3 separate regions of the Sus scrofa genome follow, and regions 2 and 3 are each linked to region 1. The links are chromatin contacts, called in public Hi-C and HiChIP or PLAC-seq maps. All regions are on one chromosome and are shown on one strand. Each heading gives the region's core, a stretch centred on a gene start, on an enhancer-like site or on the middle of the called end of the contact. The rest is flanking DNA. Distances are from core to core; before and after follow the strand shown. Region 1 overlaps HIPK2 (homeodomain-interacting protein kinase 2). Region 2 overlaps HIPK2 (homeodomain-interacting protein kinase 2). Region 3 has its middle 9.2 kb from the start of CLEC2L.

What was found. Hi-C and Micro-C count contacts between places; a contact is called where the count stands out from the background. HiChIP or PLAC-seq counts read pairs in DNA pulled down with a chosen protein or histone mark.
Region 2: a Hi-C map of heart right ventricle shows a contact between it and region 1, with 8 times the contacts expected there. The contact joins two enhancer-like sites. A contact is called at or near these places in 1 of 47 Hi-C or Micro-C datasets (heart right ventricle) and 1 of 2 datasets of contacts at active chromatin or transcription factors (alveolar macrophages).
Region 3: an H3K27ac HiChIP or PLAC-seq map of skeletal muscle shows a contact between it and region 1. The contact joins two enhancer-like sites. A contact is called at or near these places in 1 of 47 Hi-C or Micro-C datasets (heart right ventricle) and 2 of 2 datasets of contacts at active chromatin or transcription factors (alveolar macrophages and skeletal muscle).

What each region holds. Positions count from the first base shown.
Region 1 is chr18:9,985,530-9,988,229 of Sscrofa11.1, reverse strand. All of the region lies in intron 1 of HIPK2 (homeodomain-interacting protein kinase 2), which reads right to left. It overlaps LOC106508201 (a long non-coding RNA gene), which reads left to right. Exons shown (of 2, transcript XR_002340220.1): 2 at 1-1,144. Among named protein-coding and RNA genes, the nearest start is that of HIPK2, 46 kb to the right of the region's middle. Within about 2 kb of position 1,344, at least 18 of the 83 cell types and tissues checked have an H3K27ac peak or open chromatin away from gene starts, as enhancers often do. A contact at or near this core is called in skeletal muscle, where this site is marked.
Region 2 is chr18:10,120,976-10,123,675 of Sscrofa11.1, reverse strand. The region is part of intron 12 of HIPK2 (homeodomain-interacting protein kinase 2); the gene reads right to left. Among named protein-coding and RNA genes, the nearest start is that of CLEC2L, 54 kb to the left of the region's middle. Within about 2 kb of position 1,300, at least 3 of the 83 cell types and tissues checked have an H3K27ac peak or open chromatin away from gene starts, as enhancers often do.
Region 3 is chr18:10,184,213-10,186,912 of Sscrofa11.1, reverse strand. No RefSeq gene overlaps it. Among named protein-coding and RNA genes, the nearest start is that of CLEC2L, 9.2 kb to the right of the region's middle. Within about 2 kb of position 1,427, at least 39 of the 83 cell types and tissues checked have an H3K27ac peak or open chromatin away from gene starts, as enhancers often do. A contact at or near this core is called in skeletal muscle, where this site is marked.

The sequences.
Region 1 (2,700 bases), core at 95-2,594:
CTGTCGTTTTAGGTCACCTAGTCTGTGGTACTTTGTAATAGTGGCCCGAGGAAACGAACGCACTTTGTGATATAATTCAGGATGCAGTTCATTGGGAAAAACGTGCTCGTACTGAAGCTGTGATAAAGTATTTACAACAGTCACAGGTCATGCCGGCCAAACGGCAGACTGCCCCCGACAGCCTGCCTCTGCCGCATCGCCTCCAGGCTGAAAGGCAACAGAAGCATCCTTAGCCCACGGCCCCATCTCACTTCCAAGTCCTGTCCTGTGGGGGCACGGGGGGGAGTGTTGAACACCTCCTCTCTTTACGCCAGTGTATTTGCTCTTCATGCTCAGCATGTGACTCTGAAGCAGCACAATCTCTCTGGAAAGCAGGGAAAAGCTCAGTGCCTCCCTGCTAGCCACAGCAAGTTAAGGAGCCCTGGCTGGCACTTGCCCTGTCTAGACCTCAGCTTCTTGCCTTGGAACAGAGAAACCAGGACAAGGGGGCCGCCTTGTGCATCCTGCTCTCAGCGTACCACCTGTCGCTGCCTTGGGTCCTCATGTTTATGTATTTCTTTGAACATTTCTCTCCAAAGCTGTTATCTACCTGCAAAGAAAACTTTGTGAAGACACCACAGAGACCCAGCAATGCCCAGGAGGCCCAATGCATGGAACCCTGTCCCCTGGGTTCTTTTCAGAGACAGAATCCCTTCCTTCCCCCTCTTCAAAGCACAGCAATACATCCTTCTTACGTGACTTAAATGGCGACTGCTGTTTACAACCGTAACTCTGCATTACAGCTCCTTTGCTCCTTGGAGAATTTTTTCATTACTCTCGGTTGCCTTTAACTGACAGGTGACGAAACTCAACTAGCGATGGATGTGGGAAGCCCGCCCGATGGTGGGAGGGGGTGGGAAGATGCGAGGAGGAAAGGGGGAAAGGCAGGCAGGGATGCTGGGAGGGAGGAAGGGCGAGGAGGGGGAAGGAGAAAGAAACAAAAGAAGGGAGAAAGGTGAGAAGCCAGAACACCTGCTAGCACAAGTGAAATGATATTGTAAGCACACGCAGGATGATAAAGTAACACTGGGATGGGTTCTGTAAACTACAAAGCACGATATAAACAAAGAGCAGTACTGTATATTAAATATACCATATTTAAGGAGTTATTTGCGTGCGGATGTTGTGAGTATAAACATCAGCTGGTAGGGGATCCCGTGGCAGGGCAAACCAAGAGCTAGCTGTTCCACGCTGTGTAAACTACAGCAGGTTCTTAGGTCTGCGGCAAAGGACATTTGTATGCTGTGAGTCATCAGGCCAGTCTCAGTGCTGTGACGACCCAGCAACCCCACAGCACTGGCCACTGGCACGCGGCTGGAGGGGAGGTGCCCGCTGCGATCATACTGGATCCTGCTCCCTCCCCGTGGAGCACAGCGAAGACGTCAGAAAGCTCTCATGTGCCCGCTCTGGGGCACACAGGATGGCAGCTGGGGACAGAGGCGGTCCTAACTTAATAGCGGTTTGTGTTCCAAGGGCTCGTTTCCAAGGGTTTCTGAGGTCTGCCCCTTGCTGGCTGCAAGGTCTCAGTAAGCAACGCAGCGTCTTTGCACCTTCAATTTCCTCACCTGTGAAATGGGGGGAGTGGGTCCTGGTGGTGAAGTAATGAGTCAGCGTTTGTCACGCACTGGAAGGGGCGTCTGGCCCACAGTCGGCTGGAGGTAAGCAGTCGGTGACAGAGGAGGAGTGGGGTGGGTGGGGAGGGTCACCGAGGCCCAGCCGAGGTCAGGCACCGCCCACGCTGGCTGGCTGCGATGGACTGAGTTCTCACGGAACCACGGTCCCTGCGGCATCCCGCCTGGCGGTCCATCGGGGGACCCGGCGGGCTATTTCCGAACCACTGGACAGCCCGAGCAGGAAGACAGTGAAACGGGACGAGGGCTGACATGCTCCTCATCTCACATGCTGCTCCTGGAGGAAGGGCAGCTGGGTCGGGAAGAACAACTTCCCTCCACCCTGCCGAGGACCCCGGGGTGTGTGCGGGGCTTCCGAGATCCTGATACAGATTCCGTATGTTACCGACTTCACCTTTCTCTTCCGGGTGACATCTCCATCAAAAGCGTTCCCCAGCACACTATTATCTTTTGAAGAAACAAGAGGGACCTGCAGTAGAGCCCGGGGAGCTATAGTCGACATCTGCTAATAACCTAGAGTGGAAACCGGATCTATGTATATGTAAACTGGATCACTTTGCTATACGCTTAAAACACTGTAAATCAACTACACTTCAATTAAAAAAATTTTTTTTAAAAAAAGCACTACTCCTGGTCATAAATGGGACCCCGTTTATGGGACTGGGTACATACTAGCGCACATGTGTTCTTTTATGTCAACTATGATCTAAGTGGTTTTGATTGAGCATTTAATACAAAAAAAACCCTGAACACTCCTAATACATGCGGTGTTTCTTTTAAATGAATTATATATGTTCTATTTTATTACCACGTTTATGAAAACACTTTACTACCAAGTTTACAAAAGTAGGAAACTTAAAAGGATGAGATAAAATACACATATTCTTCTTTTTTTAAAATCTTTTCAGGGCCGCACCCACGGCATATGGAGGTTCCCAGGCTAGGGGTCACATTGGAGCTGTAGCTGTCGGCCTGCGTCACAGCCCCAGCCACGCCAGATCCGAGCCACGTCTGAGATCTATACCACAGC
Region 2 (2,700 bases), core at 51-2,550, 140 kb before region 1:
TATGATAGTTCCCAGACCAGGCACGGACTCTGAGCCACAGTTATGACCTAAACCACAGCGGCAGCAACACCGGATCCATGAACCCACTGCGTCGGGCCAGGGGGCAAACCTGTGCCTCCGCAGCCACCTGAGCCACTGCAGTCGTATTCTTAACCCACTGTGCCACAGCAGGAACTCCCTAAATAAGGGTAATATTTATTAAACTTACAACTGCTGTTCAAAGTACTTGACCTGTTTTAGCCTCTTAAATCCTCACAGCCAGACCACTTGGTAGAGAATATTGCAGCTTTCATTTTTTTCAGATGTGGGGAGATGAGCTCACTTAGCTGTTCAAGGTCACACGGCTACTTAGGGGCAGAGTCAGGTTTGAGCCAAGAGCTGGTAGCACTTTTCTCTTTCTACTTGGTGTGTATGTGACTAAGCATGGTCTTAGCTTTATTTTAACAAACTGTATGTTACTGTGGTAAGAATATGTAACATGAGACCTATCTTCTTAACAAAATTTTATCCATTTATTTATTTTTCTTTTTAGGGCCGCACCCGCGGCATATAGAAGTTCCCAGGCTAGGGGGCAAATCGGAGCTCCAGCCGCCAGCCTACACCACAGCCTCAGCAACTCGGGATCCGAACCGAATCTGCGACCTACACCACAGCTCAGAGCAACGCCAGATCCTTAACCCACTGAGCAACACCTGGGATCGAACCCGCAACCTCATGGTTCCTAGCCAGATTCATTTCCGCTGCGCCATGATGGGAACGCCTTCACATGATTTTAAATATAGTACTAGAGCTGTGACTATACTAGAGATGTGACTAGAGATGAGGTGCTGGCCTTTAAAACTCATCCCCCTTAACTGAAGTATATACCCCTTGATTCGTGACTCCCCACTTCTCCCCACAGTCCCTGGCAACCAAGATTCCACTCTTTGACTCTATGAATCCGGCTACTTTGGAGAGCTCATGCCAAAAGTCTTCTGCATGTTGCAGGTTTCCCTTCTTAAGCATTTCCCTGGCTGTGCACGTCACGTCTTCTCATCCATTCATCTGTCCATTCACTGGAAGGGCAGTTAAGGGATTTCCACATGTTGGCAGTTGTGAATAAGGCTACAATCAACACAGGAGTTACCTCGTTGAGGTCCTGATTTCAATTCTTTTGGATAAATACTCAGAAGTTGGACGGCTGGATCATGCGGCAGTTCCATTTTTAGTTTTTTCTGAGGCACCTCCGTACTACTGTCTGCAGCGGCTGTGCCAATTCACATTTCCCACCCACAGGGCACAAGAGTTCCAGTGTTTCCACAACCACTTCGTCAACACCTGCTGTCTTTTGTCTTTTTGATAAGAGCCCTCCTGACAGCATGAGGTGACATCTCACTGGGGTTTGGATCTGCATGTCCCTGATCAGGAATGACGTGAGCGTGTCTCATAGGGCTGTTGGCCACACGTATGCCCTCAGCCCATTTGTTTTTTCTTTTTTGCTTTTTAGGGCCGCGCCTGCAGCATATGGAGGTTCCCAGGCTAGGGGCTGAAGTGGAGCCATGGTTTCTGGCCTACACCACAGCCACAGCCACTTGGGATCTGAGCCACGTCTGCCACCTACACCACAGCCACAGCAACGCCGGACCCTGAACCCCCTGAGCGAGGCCAGGGATGGAACCCACATCCTCATGGATCCTAGTCGGGTTAGTTACTGCTGGGACACGCCGGGACCTCCCTCAGCCCATCTTCCAGTTCGGTGTGGAGTTTGTTTTGCTGTGGGGCTGTCCAGAGCCTGCACCCCCTCCTCTCAGTGTGTTCCAGGCTTGTTTACCAGCCCCTCCCACCCACGAGCCCTGAATACACAAGCAGGCCAACGTTCCTCCTCTGGTCTGGCCAGCGGAGCACCCCTCACGCAGTCTTCTCTAGGTGTGGGACCCGGGGGTGTCTGCCTGGACAGCTGTCCCAGCTGATGCAGGTGACGGGCTCGGGCCCGGTCACCTGAACGGGGGTGTGTACTTCCCACTCCCTTTCAATCCAACTCGAAATTCACACAAGATCAGCTGTTTCTAACCAACCTTTCAGGTGAGGAGAGGGACCGGAAACTGATGCCACCAGGCCAGGGGGCTCCTTCCGATGTATTATGTGGCTCTCGATCTCAAGTCATTGGTGATATATGTGTAAGGGATGACCAGTGAGGACCTGCTGCGCAGCACAGGGAACTCTACTCAACACTCGGCAAGAACTGCTACGGGCAAAGACTCTGAAGAGGAGTGCATGTGTGTTTGACTGAATCACTTTGCTGCACACCTGAGCCCAACACAACACTGTAAACCAGCTATACTCCAATGAAATAAAAGAAAGTCAGGAGCTCCCATCATGGCGCAGTGGAAACGTATCTGACTAGCATCCATGAGGACACAGGTTCGATCCCTGGCCTTGTTCAGTGGGTTAAGGATCTGGTGTTGCTGTGAGCTGTCGTGTAGGTTGCAGGCGCGGCTCGGATCTGGTGTTGTTATGGCTGTGGCGTAGGCTGGCAGCTACAGCTCCGGTTGGACCCCTAGCCTGGGAACCTCCATATGCCTCGGGTTTGGTCCTAAAAAGCAAAAAAAATCATCAGTGAGAACAAAAAAAAAAAAAAAAATCTACATTTTAAATTTGGTGCACGAATTCCATTCAAGTCATATTAGCCACATGTTTCTATCTAAGTATACGGTCTCTCTT
Region 3 (2,700 bases), core at 178-2,677, 200 kb before region 1:
GAGACTGGCCTCTCTTTCCACCTGAGCTGCAGGATGCACCTGCCCCTTGGGTCTGTCCTGAAGCACTTGAGAGTGGTACGGATGAGATCGCTCATAGCCAGACTGTTCAGGAACCTAGGCGTCTGCCCTCTCTCTTCCCCAGTCCTCTGAGTCTCTAACTGGATGTGCCCTGGGGAGGGAGGAGGCAGGTGCTGCTGGGCTCTGACAGGTATGCCCTCCTCTGGCATCCTGGTCTCTGGGAACACTTACCCCTGTCCACAAGCACGGGGTATTCTAAGCCGGAATCCTTCCAGACAGGTCTTATGCCCAGTGTGGCTCTCAGAGCATACCTCAGCAGGGCCACAGGCCTCCCCTTTTGAAGAATAAGGGTGCTGTCCACAGGGGCCCTGACTCAATGTTTGGCTTAGACCCGAGTCCCCCTGCCAGATGGCCCCAGGCCAGCAAGTTGCAGGACAGGGAAAGGCCACTCCTTATCCGCCCCCCACAGGACCTGGAATTGGGTCCAGTCCCCCCCAGAGTGCTCTCCCGCACTCACCATAAAGGTCCACACATTAGCCCTTAGAAGTTAGAACATTAATATTAGAACATTAGAACATAGACGTTAGATCATCTAGGAGTTGCCGTCGTGGCTCAGTGGTTAACGAAACCGACTAGGAACCATGAGGTTGCAGGTTCGATCCCTGGCCTCGCTCAGTGGGTGAAGGATCCCAGCGTTGCTGTGAGCTGTGGGGTAGGTCGCAGAGGAGGCTCGGATCCCCGTGTTACTGTGGCTCTCTGGCTGAGGCCAGCAGCTGTAGCTCCGATTAGACCCCTAGCCTGGGAACCTCCATATGCCGCACCTAGAAAAGACAAAAGAAAAAAGACAAAAAAAAAAAAAAAAAAAAAAAAAAAAGTTAGATCATTTAACACTAACAGTTAGAACGTGGTAGTATATATCCTTGTCACTAGATGGCGACCCCGTGTAAAGGGAAAGCAAAAAGCTGCGGACAGCCTCTTTCCCGGAGGCGGGGTCCCTGGAAGGAATCCAGGCAGCGGGGAGCTGGATAAAGAAGGGCTTTGGTAGTTACTGAATAGCTCTGTGAAGGGGAGGGGGGGAGTGCTGGCTTTCCGGTCTGCTCGGGGGCTAGGGAGGTGTGGCTTTTTAGGGCGATTTCCCCCAGTAGCCCCAGGATCCTTCCCTAGCGTTCTCGCCGGGCGCAGGGGACCAGGGGCCAAGCTCCTTGGCTGTCCCCACTCCCCGCCGGAGCTCTGCGCAGACGCGGACTGTGTCACCCTCGCTATCGGGTTGGGACCTGTTTTACCTCCCCCAAACGTTGCTCTTAGGTGAAGACTATCTCAGGGCAAGGACGTGAGCCCTGGAAGAGGGGGCGAGAACACGCACCTGCTGAGCAGGGGGCCTCTGAGGCGCCCGCTCTGGGCTCAAGGCCACGGTCAAGGTGGCGCCCGCGCTGGGGGGAGCAGTGCCGGGGCGGCACGGTCAGACCGCGGCCCCGTTTCCTCGAAAAACCGGAGTGGCTCTTTAAGGCTCACGGCTTGTGCATTTAAAATAACAACAACAACAAGAAGAAAAGCTCTGAAATGTGTCTGGAAGCTTGCGGAATTGCTCCACAGTCACGCATATCACGGCACCCAAATCAAAAGGCTTTGAAAATGGGTGAACCTGTTATCGAAGAAGCCACTGGGAGCGCACTCTGTGTAGCCGGGTCAGACCTCATGCTTGATGTGAATTCACTTAGCTCTGTGAAAACACCGGGCTCAGGCATCCTAGGATATTCTTGCCCAGGCCTTCAAGGTCGAGGTGTCACCTCTGGGTTATCAACAGAAACAATGAGGGAGGGGGCGGGACTTCAGAGAATCTTGCACCCGTCATTTCCGAGGCCAAACCAGGGAACATAAGAAGGTTTACAAGGCTGTCTCTTTACTCCATTCAAGATGAAAACAGTTTTAGAACTCCAGGAAACCAGTGCTTATTCTTCCACTTTGAACACCCACTTAGTTGAATCAGAAAATGTAAGAAGAAAAAAAATTTCTACCCTGCTTTGTAGCTTCTAAGATATTCATTAATGTCTGGGCATATTTGAAAATAACTGGAGGCCACTTTCTAGTCTTCACCCGTTACCTTAATTCACAATATTCGCCATATGTGTGTTTCATTTCAGTTCTGGAAACAGCTGGAGCAGGGAGATGGGGAGCTGAGGCAGGGCGGTGATTTGCCCAGGCTCAGTGGCAAATTCACAGGCCAGCCAGGGCTGAAATGAGCCTGTGTGGGATTGCAAGAAGCGTTTGCCAAGACTGCTTGTGTGCCCTGCACTGTGTAAGATTTTGGGAACTCGGGGTTCAATATGATGCCTGGTCCCCTCCTTCTCTCAGGTTGAAAGTTACTCCATCAGAGAGATGCTGGGATCGGACCACCCCATCTGAAACAGCCTCGCGCCCCAGTCCTTCCCCTCTCTCCTTATGTGTCCTCACAGCAAACATCCCTACCTGATAGGTTTATTGTCTGCACCCCGCTGCCCGCCACACACACAAACTATAGCATCTGCGCCAGGACAAGATCTCTGTTAACACTTGGAGACCACAGGAAGATGCCTGCAGTTTTCCAACCTGCCTCCTCAACCGGGCTTGCCTGTGCAACCTCTCTCTGCAGCAGAACTTCCAGTTTTCTAGAAGTGTTCCCTGCCACTGCAGGCTGCTGCTCCA